Regions from separate parts of the Mus musculus genome. Here region 2 is linked to region 1. Evidence: chromatin contacts called from public HiChIP or PLAC-seq data. All regions are on one chromosome and are shown on one strand. Each heading gives the region's core, a stretch centred on a gene start, on an enhancer-like site or on the middle of the called end of the contact. The rest is flanking DNA. Distances are from core to core; before and after follow the strand shown. Region 1 overlaps Runx1 (runt related transcription factor 1). Region 2 has its middle 28 kb from the start of Gm30695.

What was found. HiChIP or PLAC-seq counts read pairs in DNA pulled down with a chosen protein or histone mark.
Region 2: an H3K4me3 HiChIP or PLAC-seq map of craniofacial prominence shows a contact between it and region 1, with 7 times the contacts expected there. The contact joins two enhancer-like sites. A contact is called at or near these places in 2 of 484 Hi-C or Micro-C datasets (bone marrow-derived macrophages and embryonic stem cells), 6 of 115 datasets of contacts at active chromatin or transcription factors (craniofacial prominence, differentiating embryonic stem cells, embryonic basal ganglia and 3 more) and 1 of 9 other capture datasets (embryonic stem cells).

What each region holds. Positions count from the first base shown.
Region 1 is chr16:92,603,542-92,608,718 of GRCm38.p6, reverse strand. It overlaps Runx1 (runt related transcription factor 1), which reads left to right. Exons shown (of 8, transcript NM_001111021.2): 8 at 2,595-5,177. The coding sequence ends at 3,064. Among named protein-coding and RNA genes, the nearest start is that of Gm30224, 10 kb to the right of the region's middle. Within about 2 kb of position 2,903, at least 55 of the 459 cell types and tissues checked have an H3K27ac peak or open chromatin away from gene starts, as enhancers often do. A contact at or near this core is called in craniofacial prominence, where this site is marked.
Region 2 is chr16:93,556,806-93,561,753 of GRCm38.p6, reverse strand. No RefSeq gene overlaps it. Among named protein-coding and RNA genes, the nearest start is that of Gm30695, 28 kb to the right of the region's middle. Within about 2 kb of position 3,028, at least 12 of the 459 cell types and tissues checked have an H3K27ac peak or open chromatin away from gene starts, as enhancers often do. A contact at or near this core is called in craniofacial prominence, where this site is marked.

The DNA.
Region 1 (5,177 bases), core at 1,654-4,153:
CGGGCAGGGGGTCGGCAGGGAGGCCACTAGAGGCATCTTGTGGGTAAAGAAGGAAGATGCCACCAAACAGTTATCAGTCTCCAAACACCCGCTAGACATAATACAGCCCAAAGATGCCAGCAGTGGCACTTTTGGCAAGGGAACCCTCCTGTCCCTCCTGTCCCCTGGTCTGCCTCAAAGGCAGCATGCACACGTGCCAAGTGCAGAGGGAGCCGGTGAAGCAAGGGCAGTCTGTAGAACTGTAAATTCAAAATGAATCTTGTAAAGAAAGTCTGTCATTTCTGGACAAAACAAGTTTTGCTATCCATTTGTGTTAGAAGCTAGTGAGTGACACAGCAGCTGGAGCCATGACTCAGTGGTTTAGAGCATGCACTGCTCTGGGGGATGTTGGCACCCACTTCTAGCCTCTGGGGGCACTGCACACACACAGGCTCATAACCACACAAGCATAATCACAAGTAAAATTACCTTTAAGAAGAAAACAGTGACTCAGGTCTTAGATAAAGACGAGACATGAAGTCAAATGTCTAAGGTTACTATAGATGGGAACAAGTCAGAAGGCAGAGACAGAGGCAAGTGATGTGTCAATCACCGACATTCACGTCGTCCCTACCACAACACGCACTGCACCTAATAATAGGAAATTAGCCAACTTTCAAGGGATCAGAGTCTACAAAAATGACAGTTTTCTATTATCCAACCTGACTACTAAGTGCAATGACATAATATTGTTATTATAACATACTTAACATATAATATTCTACTATCAACATATCAGTGGATGCATGACCTCAGTTATTTTAATGTTATGCCATTGTATATTGTTATATTAATATTGTTATGCCAATGTACTGATTATATTAGCAATATACCAGTCAGTATTGATGCTTTCATTAGAGGATAGGCTTTTTTTTCTCCCCCAGTAAAGGACCAAAGAGAAGTTGTTAAGCTTTGGACACTCTGTTGTCCTGGTCACTCAACAGCAATAGGAGCTACTTAGCGCCCATGAAAGTGCACACAGGTGCCAACTTGTGCTATAGGTTGAAGCTATGTCGCAACAGAGTAGAAATACAATTTTTGTGTGTTTTTATTTTTAGTCTTACAACCATTTGAAAAGGTAAAATTCATTCTTAATTCCTAGAACACATAAAACTTCTCCCCAGCCAGACTTAGCCAATGAGCTACAGTTTGCCAACCTGGGATCTAACATTTATGTGTATTGGAAACTTTACACTACAGTGTGTGTGACAGGTACCTATATGGTACATATGCTACGGCGTGTCAGGATACATACCATATGCCGCCCACCACTCCCTGCAATGCATCTGCCATTGCTCTGTGTCACACTGTTTGACATCTGTCATGTCAAACATGCTGGGGGAAGCCCACTTCTTGCTAGATAGTCCCCGCCACCCACCATTCCCTGGCAGCAGCCCTCTGCATAGAATCTCATCTTCTTAAGTGACAGTATCTTGGGTAGTTATCTGTCCTGTTGACTTCTAGGTAAGTGTACATCTCAGGCAGGAATATTCTCAGTGGTTCCCTCCTCCCTGGGCAGGGAGCTGTGGGCAGTCCAGTCTGTTGGGTGGGTGCACTCTCCGTGCTCCCTCCTCCATGGTCAGGGCCAGTCTGGGCACTCTTCTGTGTCCTGAGTAGGAGCACTCCCTGTGCCACCCCCATCCCCCACCCATAGTCATTCTGTGCAATCTTGTGTGACCTGGTTGGAAACAGTCTTGGTGGTCTGGGACACTCTGAGCAGTCCTGTGTCCTGGGTGGGAGCAATTTTGCGGTCCCCCCTTCCACAGGCAGGGGCAGTGTGTTGTGGGGGGAGCACTCTCTGTGTAGCCCCCTACATGGGCAGAGGCACTCTCCGTGGTCCCCCCCCCCCGGGCAGAAGCACTCTGGGTAGTCCTGTGTGTTAGGGCAGGATCACATGCTGTGCCCCCACTCCGTGGGCAGGAGCACTCTGGGTAGTCCTGTGTCTTAGGGCAGGTGCACTTGCCGTGCTCCCCTCCCCGTGGGCAGGGTCACTCTCTGTGGCCCCCCCCTCCATGGGCAGGGGTACTCTGGGTAGTCCAGTATTTGGGGCAGGGGTATTCTCTATGCCCCCCCCCCCCATGAGCAGGGCCAGTCTGGGCAATCCTGTGTCCTAGGTGGGAGCACTTCCGGTTTCCCCCTCCATGGATGGGGCACTTTTGGCAGTCAGTGTGTTGGGGTGGGAGCACTCTCTGGGTCGCTCCCTCCATGGGCAGAAGCACTCTGATTAGTCCTTTGTCATAGGGCAGGAGCACTCGCTGTGCCCCCCCCCCCGCCCCCGGGGCAAGGGCACTCTCTGTGGTCCCTCTCCATGGGCAGGGACACTCTCTGGGCAAGTCCAGTGTGTTGGAGAGGGAGCACTCTTTGTGTCAGAGGCACTCTCCGTGATCCCCCCTCCGTGGGCAGGAGCACTCGCTGTGCCCCACCCACCCACCCACCGTGGGCAGGGGCACCCTGGGCAATCCTGTGTGTCCTGAGCCGCAGCACTCTGGCAGTCTAGGAAGCCTGTGCCTCCCTGACCACACACTCATGCCTTCTCTTCCTCTGCCCGCCCACAGCGGCTCCGGACCTGACCGCCTTCGGCGACCCACGCCAGTTCCCTACTCTGCCGTCCATCTCCGACCCGCGCATGCACTACCCAGGCGCCTTCACCTACTCGCCGCCCGTCACGTCGGGCATCGGCATCGGCATGTCAGCCATGAGCTCGGCCTCTCGCTACCACACCTACCTGCCGCCGCCCTACCCCGGCTCATCACAGGCGCAGGCCGGGCCCTTCCAGACCGGCTCGCCCTCCTACCATCTATACTACGGCGCCTCGGCCGGTTCCTACCAGTTCTCCATGGTGGGCGGAGAGAGATCGCCCCCGCGCATCCTGCCGCCCTGCACCAACGCATCCACCGGCGCCGCGCTGCTCAACCCCAGCCTCCCCAGCCAGAGCGACGTGGTGGAGACCGAGGGCAGCCATAGCAACTCGCCCACCAACATGCCCCCCGCGCGCCTGGAGGAGGCCGTGTGGCGGCCCTACTGAGCTGAGCGCCATCGCCATCGAGGGACTGGGCCTGCCGTCCATGCACAGACCCCGCCAGGAGGGCCCTTGGAGGCCACCAGGAAGAATCCCGGAGGGAAACTGTGAATGCTTCTGATTTAGCAATGCTGTGAATAAAAGAAAGATTTTATACCCTTGACTTCACTTTTTAACCACGTTGTTTATTCCAAAGAGTGTGGAATGTTTTCGGTTCGGGGTGGGGAAGACGCAGCCCATCCTGTTTGGCATCTATTTCTTATTTCGGAGTTTTCTTTTCCGCACCTTATCGATTGCAAAAATGCCTGTTTGCATCTGGGTGGTCATTTATTTTTAAGTGTGTATAGATTTGAGCTTGCTTTTTTTTCTTCCTTTGACCAACTCAAAGAAATAAAATTCCCTTCTCTGTAAGGTTTATTTAACTTTTAGACTTTCATGTAGCTGGGGGTTTTATTTGTGTTTGGTTTTTGTTTTTATTTTTAAAGAGACAGCTACAGCTTTGGGTCATTTTTTAACTACTGTATTTCCACAAAGAAATCCCTAGATATTTATGTATCTTGATGTTTGAACATTTACATATGTGTTGATACTTTTTTAATTATTTAAATGTACTTATATTAAGAAAGATATCAAGTACTACATTTTTCTTTATAATAGCCAAAGTTAAATATTATTGCGTTGAAGATGTCTGGAAAAAAAAGAGATCGCTTGGTTAACTAGAAATATTGTTTACATTAAACTCCCTTTATGTTATTCAAACAAGTTGGTAGGTAACGCAGCAATGTTTTTAATTGGATTGTAGACACTGAGGGTCACTCCAAGGTCAGAAGTACAAAATTTTCTGCTAGGCTCAACAAATAGTCTCATACCTGGCTCCTTCCCTTCAAAAAGAGAGGCAAACTCTGTCCTGAAAGGGTTCAGAGAGGTGCCAAGGATTTGCTCTGAAGAGGATTTCATTTTGGCCTGGAGATATACTTGCCCCAAGGCCTCCTCATTCTGGCATGCTTTATCACAGAGCTCAACCAAGTAAGCTGTTGGTCAGGGGTTTACTTACATAGTATTTACATAGACCCAAACCACTGAATGTGATTTTTAAATTGCCTTCCATTAATAGTACCCGTTCATTGATGAAAACCAAAACTTGAGGCTGTACCCCAAAGATCCAAATAGAAGAGTTAAGACCAGGTGTCTTTGAGGCCTAAAGGCTGAGTTTTAAGAGAGTGTACCCCAAAAGTCTGAAGGAGCCGGTTTCCTTCTCCCAGTCTTAGTGGAATCAGTCATGGGAGGCAGATGCCACGCCCACCTGTGCAGGATGCTCCTCAGAAGCTGCCCCTTCACCAGCATCTTCTCCCACCAGGCCGAGCCCCTGACCTTTGGGGTGCATCAGTGTGATAGATCCTGGTCTCTGCAGTCCGCCATGGCTACGGTTCAGATGTGCATCGTGTCACTGTAAATGTAATGGTACTGTTGTTACAGTGGAGGACTTGGTCAAAATCCAGTTGTTCTACAACGTATGAAGCCTAACCGCTGGTTCTGACATACATGTGCTCAAAATGATCTGGTTGTTTGGATTTTTCTTTTGTTGTTTTGTTTTTTAATGTACCTCTTAAATTAGTTGAAGTGATGTCAGGTCAACTCCGAAGAGCGTTTGAAAGCAGGACTTCAGCACAGTGTTTGATTTTTTTATTATTATTAATATTATTTTATAAATTTAAGCATTCAGATTAGATCTTTGGCTGCAGGCAGCAAAAACGGCTGGACTTATTTAAAAAAAATACAGCTTGTTTTTTGAGTTATCTATATCTATATCTATATGTTGATTCTTTGTCTTACATAGAGCAGCAGCACTTTGGTAACCTGTGATACCAGGTTGCTCTTGTCTGGAGAAGAGCGCTAGCAGGATTCAGAGAAACTCAGAATAGATCTTCATATCAGCCATACCTTCCTCCTCCATCCGGTCTCCACTCAGTTATTCCACAGAACACTTTGACAGCTGTGTTGTCAGAAAAATAAAAAAAAATTTAATTTCTCAAAAGGAGTTTGTTTCTCCAACATTAGATGTTCCTCTTACCATAGGCTGCCGTATCTGGCCTGAGAAAACGGTAGGGAAGGACGAAGG
Region 2 (4,948 bases), core at 1,779-4,278, 950 kb before region 1:
TGCTGTAACCCAGACCTCTTAGGCATGTGTGCTTCTTGCCCTCTGATTAAACCTGAACTTCATGCCAGAGTCCCAGTGATGAACCTGGGGTCACTAGACCTCTTTATGGGTCCTCTTCCCAAAGTGGCCATGTGGGATAAGTCTCCTTTCTCTTCTCTTCACAAGATTCCACCACCTGATGACACGGCAGTCTTCAGTTTGGCTGACTCTGTCATGTTCACGTGATAGTGAAGTTGTTAAGATCATGGCTCTCACACCCAACATCACCGAGTCACCTTTCACTGTTTCCCAAAGGGCTTGCTGGTGGCTCATAACAGGCACAGGCACTTTGCCACGAAGAGATGAAGAATTCTGTATTCTCAGAGAAATAGCTCCTTGGAGCAGCAAGGGAAAAGCTTTCTCCTTTCTCCATGAAATACTATGTCATTCATAGGAGTAATGACCTCCTGTTAAAGCAAATACAGTACTGAACAAAACTAAGCATATAAGGGAGACTTGATTCAGGGTGCCTTAGTGATGGAGAAGGGCCAGTGGTTGAGGCCAATGCCCACAGTGTTGGGTCCCGTGTTTTCAAATGATTTTGGCTGTGATTAGGCTTTCTGATGCCTGTCCAAACAGGCTGCTACTTTCAAAGAGACACTTGGAGAGGCAGCGTGGTCTTAATGATTCTATGTCAAAGGGATGGCTCCTAGGTCCTTCAGAAAGACATTTGTGAGTTGTCAAACTAGAAAGAGACTTAAAAAATTTTATACATTTTATATAATAATTTTTTTCATTTATTGAAGTAAGTTTTTGCTATGTAGCCCAGGCTGGCCTTAAACTCATGTTCCTCGTGCCTCTGCCTCCCCAGTGCTTGATTACAGACTTGTATACCAATATACCAGGCATACATTTATGTATTTTGAAGTGACTGAGATGGAAATGTTGTAAGAAACAAAGATAGGCACCTAGAGTCAGGTATAAGATGGTTTTAAGCTGAGTCCAGCTGGGGAAACTGTGAAGCAAGCGACAGGCAGTTTCCTCAGGAATTCAGTGAGAACACCGTGTTTCCTGAAGTTCACAGGACAGTGTAAAGCTATCTCTGAGCCAGCAATAGGAGAACATAGTTAAGTTCATTTCATTTGGTAGGTTGGCCATCTTGGTCAGTCACCAGGAAAGAGGATGCCATGGCTCTTGTCACTCACTGGGGTCTTGGTGTTGGTGACAGGAAATCCTTGAGTATGGTCCTACCTACTGAAGAGGTTAGCTGGGAGTGCCTTCCCAACACAAAGGCTGTTATCTGACACACATATGTAAAATACACCGCGAACACACGTGTGATATCTCTAAAGACAGCAAGCACACCTGTAGCCTCTTCTTTTTGTATTCTCCTGCAGCTGTTTCTTTACCTCCATTGTGTCTTTGGCCCTATAACTGCGGGTGGATCTGATCACCAGGAGGTAAGAGAATTTTAAAGAGGGTATTTCCATGGAATGGAAGCACACATTGAGTATTGTCTTAGTTAGGGCCTTAATTGCAGTGAAGAGACACCATGACCACATAGCAACTCTCATAAAGAACAGTGTGTAATTGGGGCTGGCTTACAGTTCAGAGGATCAGTCCATGAACTGATCAGTCATGGCAGGAAGCATGGTGACATGCAGGCACACCCGGTACTGGAGGGCAAGCTGAGAGTTCTACATCCAGGTCAGCAGGCAGCAGGAAGTAGCAGTGACACACTGGCCAGGCGTGAGCATCTGAGGCCTCAAAGCCCACCCCTAGTGATGCACTTCCTCCGACAAAACCCCACCCACTCCCACAAGGCCACACCCTCTAATAGTGTCACTTCCTTTGGGCATGTGGTGGTCATTTTTGTTCAAACCACCACAAGTAGCTAGCATGCTAAACTATATAGATTCAAAAATAACCCAGTACCAGAAGCAAGGAGAAAATAAACAAGACTGGAAAGATACATGGGAACCCAAACTTAAGGGACTGGTTAAGTCAAGAGGGCTCAGGTACATTCTTACTGAGAGTGCACGGGGCAGGTGACAGGTACTGCGAGTGCCTAAGCAAAGCTCCGAGATTTAGAAAAATCTATCTAATGAAGCCTTTCTAACATGCCATGTTCCTGAGACTTAATGCAGTCAGGGCTGTTTCAGGACCTTTGCTATCAGGCTGCTGCAAGACTCCATGGTTTTAGTGAGAAAACAGATATTTGGCGATTCTAATGGAGACTTATAGTCATGTTTTTTTTTTTTTTTGTTTTTGTTTTTGTTTCGTTTTGTTTTGTTTTGTTTTTCTCAAATGCCAGAGAACAGATGCTGAGCTGCATCTCGACACTGCTTGAAGGTAGCATGAGGCTTGGTATTCTAGCACACAGCATACTTCAATGCATGCATTCAATTACCCTGCAAATGACTGCTCTCAAGCTGTGTTCTCAACCTCCCTAATGCTGCTTTTGATCCTGTTCCTCATGGTGTGGTGACTCCGGCTGTAAAATTATTTAGTTACCACTCCATAACTGTAATTTTGTTACTGTTATGGATTGTAATGTAAATATCTGTCCTTTCCAAGGGTCCTAAGTGACCCCTGTGAAAAGGTTGATTGACCCCCTCCCCCAAAAGGTCACGACCTTCAGGTTAAGAACTACTGCTTTAGATTTTCAGGTTGGGGAATCCTTAAAAGTCGTATACATTTAAACGACCCCTGTTAAACTTAATTGGCAACAAAAAGGAGTTACTTCAAACACCTTAGTATAAAGGAGACCCCAGCTCTTAAGACTGGAATTGTTTTTGGAATCACTGTATTCATTTTTCTATGGCAGAGCTGGAAAAACTTAGTCCTTTTACTTAGGGTGGAGTTGGATGAGACTTCGGGGCAAGGAAGTTACTCATTGAGAAGATTATTCTGAATTAATATTGTGATTTTAACCACAGGGGCCTCCAACTAAGCCGCATCTCAAGTGGCGGGAGAGAGGAGCGGACACAGAGAAAGTAGCGAATCCGAGCAAGCCCCTAGTGAAAGTCTGACCGACCGCTGAGTCCTCTGCAGGAAGGGCTTGGGAAGGCGAGTGGAGATCATTTTCACTGCCTCTGCTCCCCTGCTCCACCAGCTGTGCTGAGCTTAGCGGTTTGCTGGGTGCTGGGCTCCTACTTTTATGCTCTCTGCATCCAGCAGGACCTTTCCGCTGTGAAGCATCTATCGGACCTGACAGTTCCCCACTGTTCTGTTTACCTGTAGCCCTGCACAGCCCTTCCTAGCCCCCAGACAACATCCCTTGATATTTAAGAAGCAACCAGATTCTGGGCTATTTTCGCTTGGAATTTTTAGCTTTCTCTCCCCAAATCCCCTCGGGCTATAAATTAATTTGAGCCAGAGCATGCCTTTAAGACAAGGGGACTCTAGTACGGGACAAGGGTTTGCTCTTTTTGAAATTGCATATAATTTAACACGGTATAACCTTGGAAGACGAAATGTGACCTGCTCAGAGAGGCGCAGCGGGATTTACAGAGGCTGGGTGTCTGAGAGCCCTGTCTCAAAGCCGGCAGGTATTCGGTTTCAAATTATCAAAACAGCCTTGTATCAAAACTCTTCTTGGAGTTATTTTGACATCTAAATAATAGTTCTGGCATTTCTCTGAACGTGTAAATCAATAACATCGACTCGGTGCGTTCTTTCCCCTTATTTCCATTCCTTATTCGTCTATAACCTTACATCAGGCATTAATGATTGCTTTAAGCCTTGGCTTAGGTTTGGTACTTTGGCACTTGGTGTTGCTAGAGACTCCTCTTGCTTCCCTCTATGGTTGCTCAGCCCTTCCAGAACGTTCTCTTCCTGAGACAAAGACTCTTCAAAAGCAGAGAAGTGGGTGGAGCAGTTGGCTGGGATCCTTCATTTCAGCCTTCCCCTGACTGTGTTGCAGTCTAAACTTCCGGTTCCTCTCCACATCCTCCCACTGTCCGCGCCCTGTTTTCCCACCGTGGTTTCTGGACAGCTGCCCCAGACCTGGTGCCTGTTGAAGCCTTGACTTTGGGGTCTTAACCCCAGACCCAAAGACTTGGCCTCTCTGGAGAGGAGGTCGCGGAAGGTGCAGTTTTGACTAGAGAGGCTAACAGTGTCAGCGTGAGAAGCGGTCGAGTAGCGTCTCCTCAGATAACTGTTCGTTCCCCCCCAGATACTCCTCTTTAAAATGATATCAGCATGTTGAGACTTTTTATTTAATTATTTTATTTACTTACATTCCAAATGTTGCCCTCCTCCAAGTCCCCTCCCCCACTCAGAGTTCTTCATTCCATTCTCCCTCCCCTATGCCTCTGAGAGGGTGCTCTTCCCTCCCCCTCTCCTGGGCGTCCCCCTTCCCTGGGGTATCAAGTCTACAGGATTAGGCGCATCCTCTTCCACTGAGGCCTGACAAGGCAGTCCTCTGCTACATATGGCTGGGGGCCTTGGGCTAGCCCGTGTATGTTCTTTGGTTGGCGATGCAGTCTCTGGGAGCTCCCGGGGTCCAGGTTAATGTACATGGTTGGTCTTCCTATGAGAGTTCTTGTCCTTTTCAGGTTGACTGTCTGGACCCCTCAACTGAGTGTCTGTGGTCAGTGTCTATTGCTTTGGCATTTGGGACTGGCCTGTGAGCATACCGGGCTTGATTCAGGTATCCATAATGATTCAGGTATCCATATGGTGCCGCACAGATATGGTGCCACATCCTTCTTGGGAGTCATGTTGACCCCTGGAAGTTGTCATGTAGCAAAAGTAAAGCCAGTTAGTGATTTTCTAGTTTCCCACGTTCGATATATAAAGCCAGAGCTGGCCTTGGCTTCAGGAGCGCCAAGTCTTCCAGGCTTTAAGACTTGCTATCTGCTCTGGGCCTGGGTTTGGGAGTGTCTAGCTTCTCCAGGTCTCCGTCCCAGGACGGCATGGTGTACTCTCTCTTCTTATAAGCTGCACACACAGTCAGAGTGTTTTT